2 separate regions of the Danio rerio genome follow, and region 1 is linked to region 2. A link is a contact called in public HiChIP or PLAC-seq data. All regions are on one chromosome and are shown on one strand. Each heading gives the region's core, a stretch centred on a gene start, on an enhancer-like site or on the middle of the called end of the contact. The rest is flanking DNA. Distances are from core to core; before and after follow the strand shown. Region 1 holds the start of rxfp3.3a1 (relaxin family peptide receptor 3.3a1). Region 2 overlaps uacab (uveal autoantigen with coiled-coil domains and ankyrin repeats b).

The links. HiChIP or PLAC-seq counts read pairs in DNA pulled down with a chosen protein or histone mark.
Region 1: a contact with region 2 is called in an H3K4me3 HiChIP or PLAC-seq map of embryo, with 9 times the contacts expected there. The contact joins the promoter of rxfp3.3a1 here to the enhancer-like site in region 2. A contact is called at or near these places in 12 of 18 Hi-C or Micro-C datasets (caudal fin, embryo, fibroblasts and 4 more) and 3 of 4 datasets of contacts at active chromatin or transcription factors (caudal fin, embryo and gastrula embryo).

The regions. Positions count from the first base shown.
Region 1 is chr7:33,944,239-33,948,000 of GRCz12tu, forward strand. rxfp3.3a1 (relaxin family peptide receptor 3.3a1) reads right to left here and starts at 2,009. Exons shown (of 1, transcript XM_005168953.6): 1 at 1-2,009. The coding sequence starts at 1,885. The coding sequence ends at 866. pias1a (protein inhibitor of activated STAT, 1a) reads right to left here. Exons shown (of 15, transcript XR_012383356.1): 15 at 3,213-3,762.
Region 2 is chr7:33,858,394-33,862,085 of GRCz12tu, forward strand. It overlaps uacab (uveal autoantigen with coiled-coil domains and ankyrin repeats b), which reads right to left. Exons shown (of 19, transcript XM_005168952.6): 16 at 2,233-3,692; 17 at 1,967-2,119; 18 at 158-223. Among named protein-coding and RNA genes, the nearest start is that of uacab, 70 kb to the right of the region's middle. Within about 2 kb of position 2,013, at least 3 of the 62 cell types and tissues checked have an H3K27ac peak or open chromatin away from gene starts, as enhancers often do.

The DNA of each region.
Region 1 (3,762 bases), core at 759-3,258, 86 kb after region 2:
CTAAACAAAGTTTTCTCAGACTTGTCATAATTAGCCTTGCCACCAAACAGCATATTAGCTTTTCTACTGAATTTAGTCTGCAAGATAATGAACCTGCTGATATCAAACTTTATCGCCAAAAAATTCATCTTGCCTTCATCTGACATTTATGAACACCATGGCCTTGAAAATGATGTATACTGTTTTCAATACAAGTGTCAGATTTTCAAAAATCCATGTATTTCCCAGCAGCAGACGCCAAAATATTCACAATGAAATTTGACTGACGGAAGAAGTTCATTTAATTATATTTTTTAAGAAGGTATGTACCCTACTTGCTGTTCAAATCCATCCTACAAAAACACAGTTTCTGGCTTCTTAAACAGTATCTGTGTGTTTATTAAAATCAGGTTTTAATTTAATTTAACACCCCCAAACATCAAGATACACACAATTGTCCCAGAAATTGGGATCAAGTGTACAATACTGTATTAGGTTTACAACTTTCCCGCAAGAGGAATGATAAGCATATCAGTTTTGTTCACAGAAAATAAAAAATGTAATGCCGCTGAATTTAATTTAGCTGCACTTTTCACGCAAAAGATACTATTTTATATTAGCAATTTTTCTGTTTGAATGTTTTACAAAAACTGTTCCACAAGAACTGTACACTGTACCAAAACAATCACACATACAACTGATATACACCAAGTGTATATTGTTAAAGTGCAGTTCACCATGAACCCATGATTTCCACAAATATGTAAACACATCTTCAGGGCTCAAATGAAGAAATAAAGCTTGAGGAGAAGTAAATAACATTCTGAGTAAAATAACCCATTGAACAGGAAAGAACACGGGTTCCACAGGACGAGAAACACGTTTCTCAGACTCGAATAAAAAGGTTCTTAATTTTTTTCCTGAACTCTTTGCGCATCAGACAGTAGATAAGTGGGTTCAAACAGCTGTTTGCGTGCGCAAGGCACACGGTCACCGGGAACACGTAGGTATGAACGATATAGTACGACTTATCCCAGTACACCGCGTTGAATTTCACCAGCACGCCCCAAAATGTGATGGCATGATTGGGCATCCAGCAGAGGAAGAAGGACAGGACCACTATGGTGACGGATTTGGTGACTTGCGTGCGCCGTTTCGAGCTGTTCTTCATGCTCCGCTGCCGGATGAGCCTCAGCAGCAGCAGGTAACTGACAGACACGATCGCCATGGGCAAAACAAACGCGATGAGGATTTTCTGGACATGATAGATCGCCAGCCAGTACTGTCCGTCAGGAAAGCGCAGTAAACAAAGTTTTTCACCGGCCACGTTAGTGACTGTGGAGAAAATGGATGTTGGCGCGGTGGCCACGGTGGCCAGAGCCCAGAGGATCACACTGACCCACCGTATCGAGCAGCCGGTCTGCCTGCTGCGGTCCTTCAGAGCCGAAGCCACTGACCAGTAGCGCGTAATACTCATCGCCGTCAGGAAGAAGACGCTCGCGTACATGTTCATCACGGTCACCGACAGGATTATCTTGCACATGGCGTCTCCAAACGGCCAGCTGAAGTCCAGCGCCGTGTCCACTGCCCAGAAAGGCAAAGTCAACACAAACTGGAAATCCGTCACCGCCAAGTTGAGGATGAAGAAGTTTATCTTGGATATGCGTCTTTCTTGCCTGACGCGAATGAAGAAGAACACCAACAGATTTCCAACCAGACCCACGACGCACACCACAGAGTAGGTGATGGAGATCAAGCACCTCAACACCGGACTCCCGTCGGCGGACACGTCGATGTCCTCCAGACTTTTGAAGCGCTCGCGGTCACTGATTGATCTGTTTATTACACCGCTCTGATTACTGTCTCCCATCATATCCAGCGACTTCACAACTTCGGTGTTTCCCATGTCTTTACGCGCACTTAAATATTCATTCTACCAAACTGTTGTTGATTCAATTAATTTGTGCGTGTAGTTTTTGGCCGTACTCACCCTTTATGGCCACAGTCAAGTACATGGTGTTGATAGTATTGAGCAGAATGCGGCGCGCTCTACAATTTATGTCGGGCGCTTTTCAAATGTCTCCGCCCACCGAGATCAGCGATTCGTCACTGAATAAACGCAGGCTGATACAAACACCTTTCAATTTTTTTATGCACGTCGTAACAATATAAAAAACATTCTCTTATGAAAATTAACCATGTTTTTTTTTTTGCATTATTCTTGATTAATTTGTGGAAACAGAAACTGCAGTTAATATAATAAAGAACAACAACAAAACATGCTTATTAGATACACTTTTGCTATAATAAATCCATGTATCATTTTCGGAAGGGAGACATAAATGGAAACATGTACAATAACTAATATTAAGGTAAACAAGACTAATGTAATTTTTTTATTTATTATTAGCTCATAGTTCCTATCCTGCATGCCATTCTTAAATCATGGTTTACATTTTTTTGCACATGTTTGTGAATCTACAGGCTTTAAATAACTTATTAATCATGATTAAATAGAAATATCAATAAAAAAGTCATTATTGCAGGTATTTTGCTTAAATAAGGCTATATACTTTAAACATGTTACATTGCAGTAAAGCAGGTGGATCTCTGGGTAAGTATTCACTGCCATCTGCTGTTCACATGTAAATATGCAGCCTAAGTACCAACATTAATACAGCTTGATGCTCAGGGATAAAGCCTTGAGCATCACTACACAAAAGAACGGCAGGATAGAAATCCCTGCGCTTTACAGTAGGATTTATTTTAAAGGCATTAGAAATCTGAATACATTCAGAGCCACCCCTATCTACTCTACATTTGAGAGGTTATGAGAGTTGGATGGTTGTATGTGGCTTCTATCATTCATAAAAGGCAATCTAGAAGATAGAAAAGAGCTTTTAAATGCATATATACAATAAAGAGGTGTTAGAAATAATCTAAACTCTCCCTGTGAGAGTTGAAAATGGGTTAGCGTTTGTTGCCCCAGATACAGTTGCTGCTGAAATATGAACAGGCACCAGGTTAGTTCTCAATTTAGAATCTTCACCTTTTCCACAGATTGATTCAGGCTCGTCTGACCTTTATCGCAGAGCAGAACGCCATTCAGCTCAAACGCCTCGTGTCTGACTGTCTTACAGCACTTACTTCCCAGTCAGCAAGTTAAAGTAGCCGAGCTTTTCATAAAGGAGAGAAATGTTTAATATCTCAAACATCAAGAGCCAAAAAGGTTAACTCAATGCATTTTATTACATCTAAATGTCTCTACATAAACATGTAACATTCAATAAGTAAACAATTTCTTTCAATGCATGTAATAAATATTTTTTTTCACTTAGTACTTTATACAAACTGACATTGGTCTACTGTACAATATGTCTTCCACATCTTAAAAATCTTTTTTTTTCCTTTTCTTAAAACATGCCACAGACACAGAGTGGATGAAGTTTAAGGCAGTGAGCATAGATGTCAGCTTACTGAAATGGAAAACAAAATAAAAGCTGGACTTTGACACCGAGTCCACTCATAGCACAGTTCTGCATCTAAAAATATATAAATTAGTTTGTTGTGAAGTTGCGACTTTAACACATGAATGCACATCACTGGAACAACCAAGTTTGCACAATGTGGTCAGGAACAAAACCATGCACACGCTCTTTCACACATACACACACACACACAGCATATCCCTTTATCAGTCATGTCTGAAATGAGCAAATGAACGAAAACCTGTTTCCTGTTTGTCATTGAACCTTACTTAAATAACAAAGCTTGTCAAACACA
Region 2 (3,692 bases), core at 763-3,262:
ATCTACAGTTGAAAAAGATCATACACCATTATAACCCTTTTAATAAATGGCCTTGAAAAGCAGCAACATGCAGCAACATAAAACAGCAACATAAAAGGAATATCTTCTGGAAAAGAAAAGAATTCTTCACACTTGACGCACACTCAAACACAATTACCTGTGCTGCACTGAGAAGATGAGTTCGATAAATTGAAACCACTTCTCTATGTTGCCTCTCAGCGTCCTGTTTAGATGAAAAAACAAGACACGTCAGGTAGTGTATTATAAGGTCTTGCAAGGTTAGATGGTTAATCTGTTTAACACAATACACTTCTCAGCAACAACATTTCAAGCCGTTTACTTGAATACACGCACACAATTTAAAATAGGGAGGTAGAAGGTTTTCTTCTTAACCCACACATTCTATTCTACTACTTTTTACATTCACACCTAAACTTAATTTATAATGTTGTATATAAATTTACAGTACATTTGTTGTTCAGTTGTTGTTTTGTTTTATGGGAAGGTCAAAAGAGACAAGCAACTGGTGACAATGCACAGGATTAAATCGAGACTGCACATTTTTTTTTATGCTACCATTCAAAAACTTGAATTAAAAACTTGATCAACTTGAAAACTTGATATAAAAAAAAATTGCCTCTGTAAATTCAGCTACAATCAAAAATATACATTTTAAAATGTATAAAAACAGATGTTATTCTAAACTTTACTTTCACATTATATTTAAAAATTTGAATTACGTATCGTTTAAATATAAAGTATATAGTCATTATACAAAGATCACCAAATTTTAGATAAGTATATATAATTGTATAATCCTGCGGCTGCTGAGATGGCAACCTGAGAAAAAAATCAGTCCCTGCTGCCATTCTATCAGCCCCAGTTCCTTGCTTCTACTTTTTGGTTATTTACAGTACAGTGCTCAGCATATACAGTACAAGTACACTCCTCACAAATCTATATTTAAATTTCTTATTGTTAATAGGAAGCTCTATACAATATTATATTTGTGCATATACATCAGATTAGTCAGTACTGAAGTCAAATCTAGAGCTTATCTAACAAAATAATATATTTTTATTATATCTTTTTATTGTTTTTAGCATAAGAAAAAAAAACAATAACATAAATGAAACAAAAATATAAATATATAAAAATTAAATATTTTTCAGAGAAATGTGTAGGCTTCACAACTTGACATATGCCAAACCAATCCCACCTATAATGAGTTACAAGTCAGCATCAATGACATAAAACAGAATTGAATTCCAGATTTAAAAAAAAAAAAAAAAAGGTTTTGTTTGTTTGTCATCCCATATCGCATTTCTTCCACATAAATGTATCTCCTATTTCTGAGGTGTCTCCAAAAATGGCCAATTTATGCTCTGGTGACAGATGAATTTATGGCAAGACCAGAATGAGTGAGTCAATGTACCTTCAAAGTTTTTACATTTATTGCACAATAAGGTTACATTTGGGTTATCTAACAAACTAACTTACAATAACAATGCAAAAACTATTACACCCAAATTTATATGTTATAGAAAAATATTAAACACAAATAAAAAAAAGAGGAAAAATTAAGAGAAGCAAAAAAAAAATGGAAAAATTGTAGGTTGTAATATTTTAGTTTTGCAATATTTAGCTTGAATTTAATTGCATTGTTTTCTTTCAATTGGTGACTAAAATATTATTTTATTAAATTTATATGCTTAATAAATCGGTTTTGTTTAAATGTATAAAAATACATTGCCTATGTTCACTGAGAAATGGATAAAAATATTCATTTTTAAAATGGGGTCTACTCAATTATGCTGAGCACTGTACATAAGGCTCTAGAATCCATTATGAATGCAAGTCAGTCAGTAAGGGAGTATATTTTTTAAGTCCAAGGTGATGGCATGTCATATTTGTGGGCAATTACGAGCAAATCCACCGGCATGTGTATGTGCACAGAGCTACTCACAGCCAGCTGCTGCTGGAGGCTCTTGACCTGGGCTTGGAGAGTGTCAATGTGTTGAGTCTGTCTCTTGTTGGGCGTATTGCCAGAATAAGCCAGCTGGGATAAGCCATTCAGAGCCTGTTTCAGCCTTTCAACATCTGCCAACAGCTCTGTGATCTGAAACAGAGAACACCTTGCTTATAATCGGACAAAATATCAGCCACTTACAGAAAAGGCTCTTCCACATAATAAATTAGAATAAATTTTAAAAAATAAAATAAAAATCTCACCCTTTTGTCTTTAACCTCAGTCTGCTCAGAGGACGCCTGAATCCTCTTCTGCAGTTCTCCAATGGTGCTGAGGGATTCCTCATATCTCTCTTTCAGATCTCGGATCTCCTTCTCAATGGAGGCGCTCTTGACTTGCAGGGCCTCGGTTTCTGCTATCGCCCTCTTTTCACCCTCTCTAGCCTGGGCTGTTTCCCTGTACAGATCCTCATACTGCTCATCCAGACCCGACAGCCGATCCCCAAGTTCGCGTACCTTCTCCTCCAGCTTGTGCTTTTCAGCTTTCAGCTCTGTCACCTGTTCTTCATGACTACGGAGGTCGTCCAGAGCGTGTGTGGCTCTGAGGAGCTCAGTCTGCAGAGTGGAAACATCTTCAGCCCTCTGCGCACTGGTTTCTTCCTCCTCCCGCAGGGCCAAGCGGAGCTCGTTGACCTCACGCTCTAGAGCGTCTTTAACCTGGCTAAACTGGGCCTCTTCACAGCTCTGACTCTGAAGTTGTTTCTCGATTTCATGAACACGCTGGACCTCCAGTCTGTGAGCTTCACTTAAGCTCTTGCACTCCTTTTGGGCGTCCTGCAGCCTTCCATTCAGAGAACTCTGCATGGCCTGAAACTGCTCAAGGTGGATGAACTCACTATTGAGTTTCTGCTGAAGACTCTGTATCTCAGAATTGCACAATGCATTTTGCTCCTCCAGTTCAGCCCTCTGAATTGTAACCTCTTTATACTGCTGCTCCAACTCCACCAACTTCAGACTCAGCTCTTCCACCTGACCCTTGTAGTGATCCTCCACTTCTTTGTGCTTCTCGCCAGACACAAGCCCTGTATGAAGTTTCTGCTGCAATGACTCGATTTCGTCTTTCATTTTTTCATTCACTTGCCTTTGGCTTTTCCCTACAGTCTTTTCGTTATTGTACATCTCCTGAACATTGGTGAGTTTATCTTCCAAATTCTTTAAAGTGGTGTTGAACTCCATTTCTTTTTCTTCCAGAGTGGTCACTGGCACAAACTTCAACTGCAGTGCTTCTTGAATAGTGTCCAGCTCTTTCTTCTGTGCTTCGATTTCCTTGTGGAGCTTTGATTCACTCTCTTGAGCAGACTGATACTTTGAGTAGGCATCATGAGCTCTTTCCTCTGCTTCTGATAAAGCTGTGCTCATTGTGCTTTTCAACATCTCATGTTCCACAAGACTGACATATTCATTGTCTAACTTGGCCTGCACTTTCTCAAACTCTTCTTTCAACGTTGCATTTCCTTCTTTTGCCTGCTGTAACTCCTCGCCTCGAACTCTACAATCCTCTTCCAACTTTGCGATTTCAATCTTAGCTTTCTCCAAAGCCTCCTCCAGCTCTATCTGCATTCTCTCATACTCCTCCTTTGTGACAAACTTTGTGTCAAAGCTCTGCTTCAGTGTTGCCTTTTCAGATGCCAAACCCTCAAGTTCACTGACTTTCTTCTGGTATT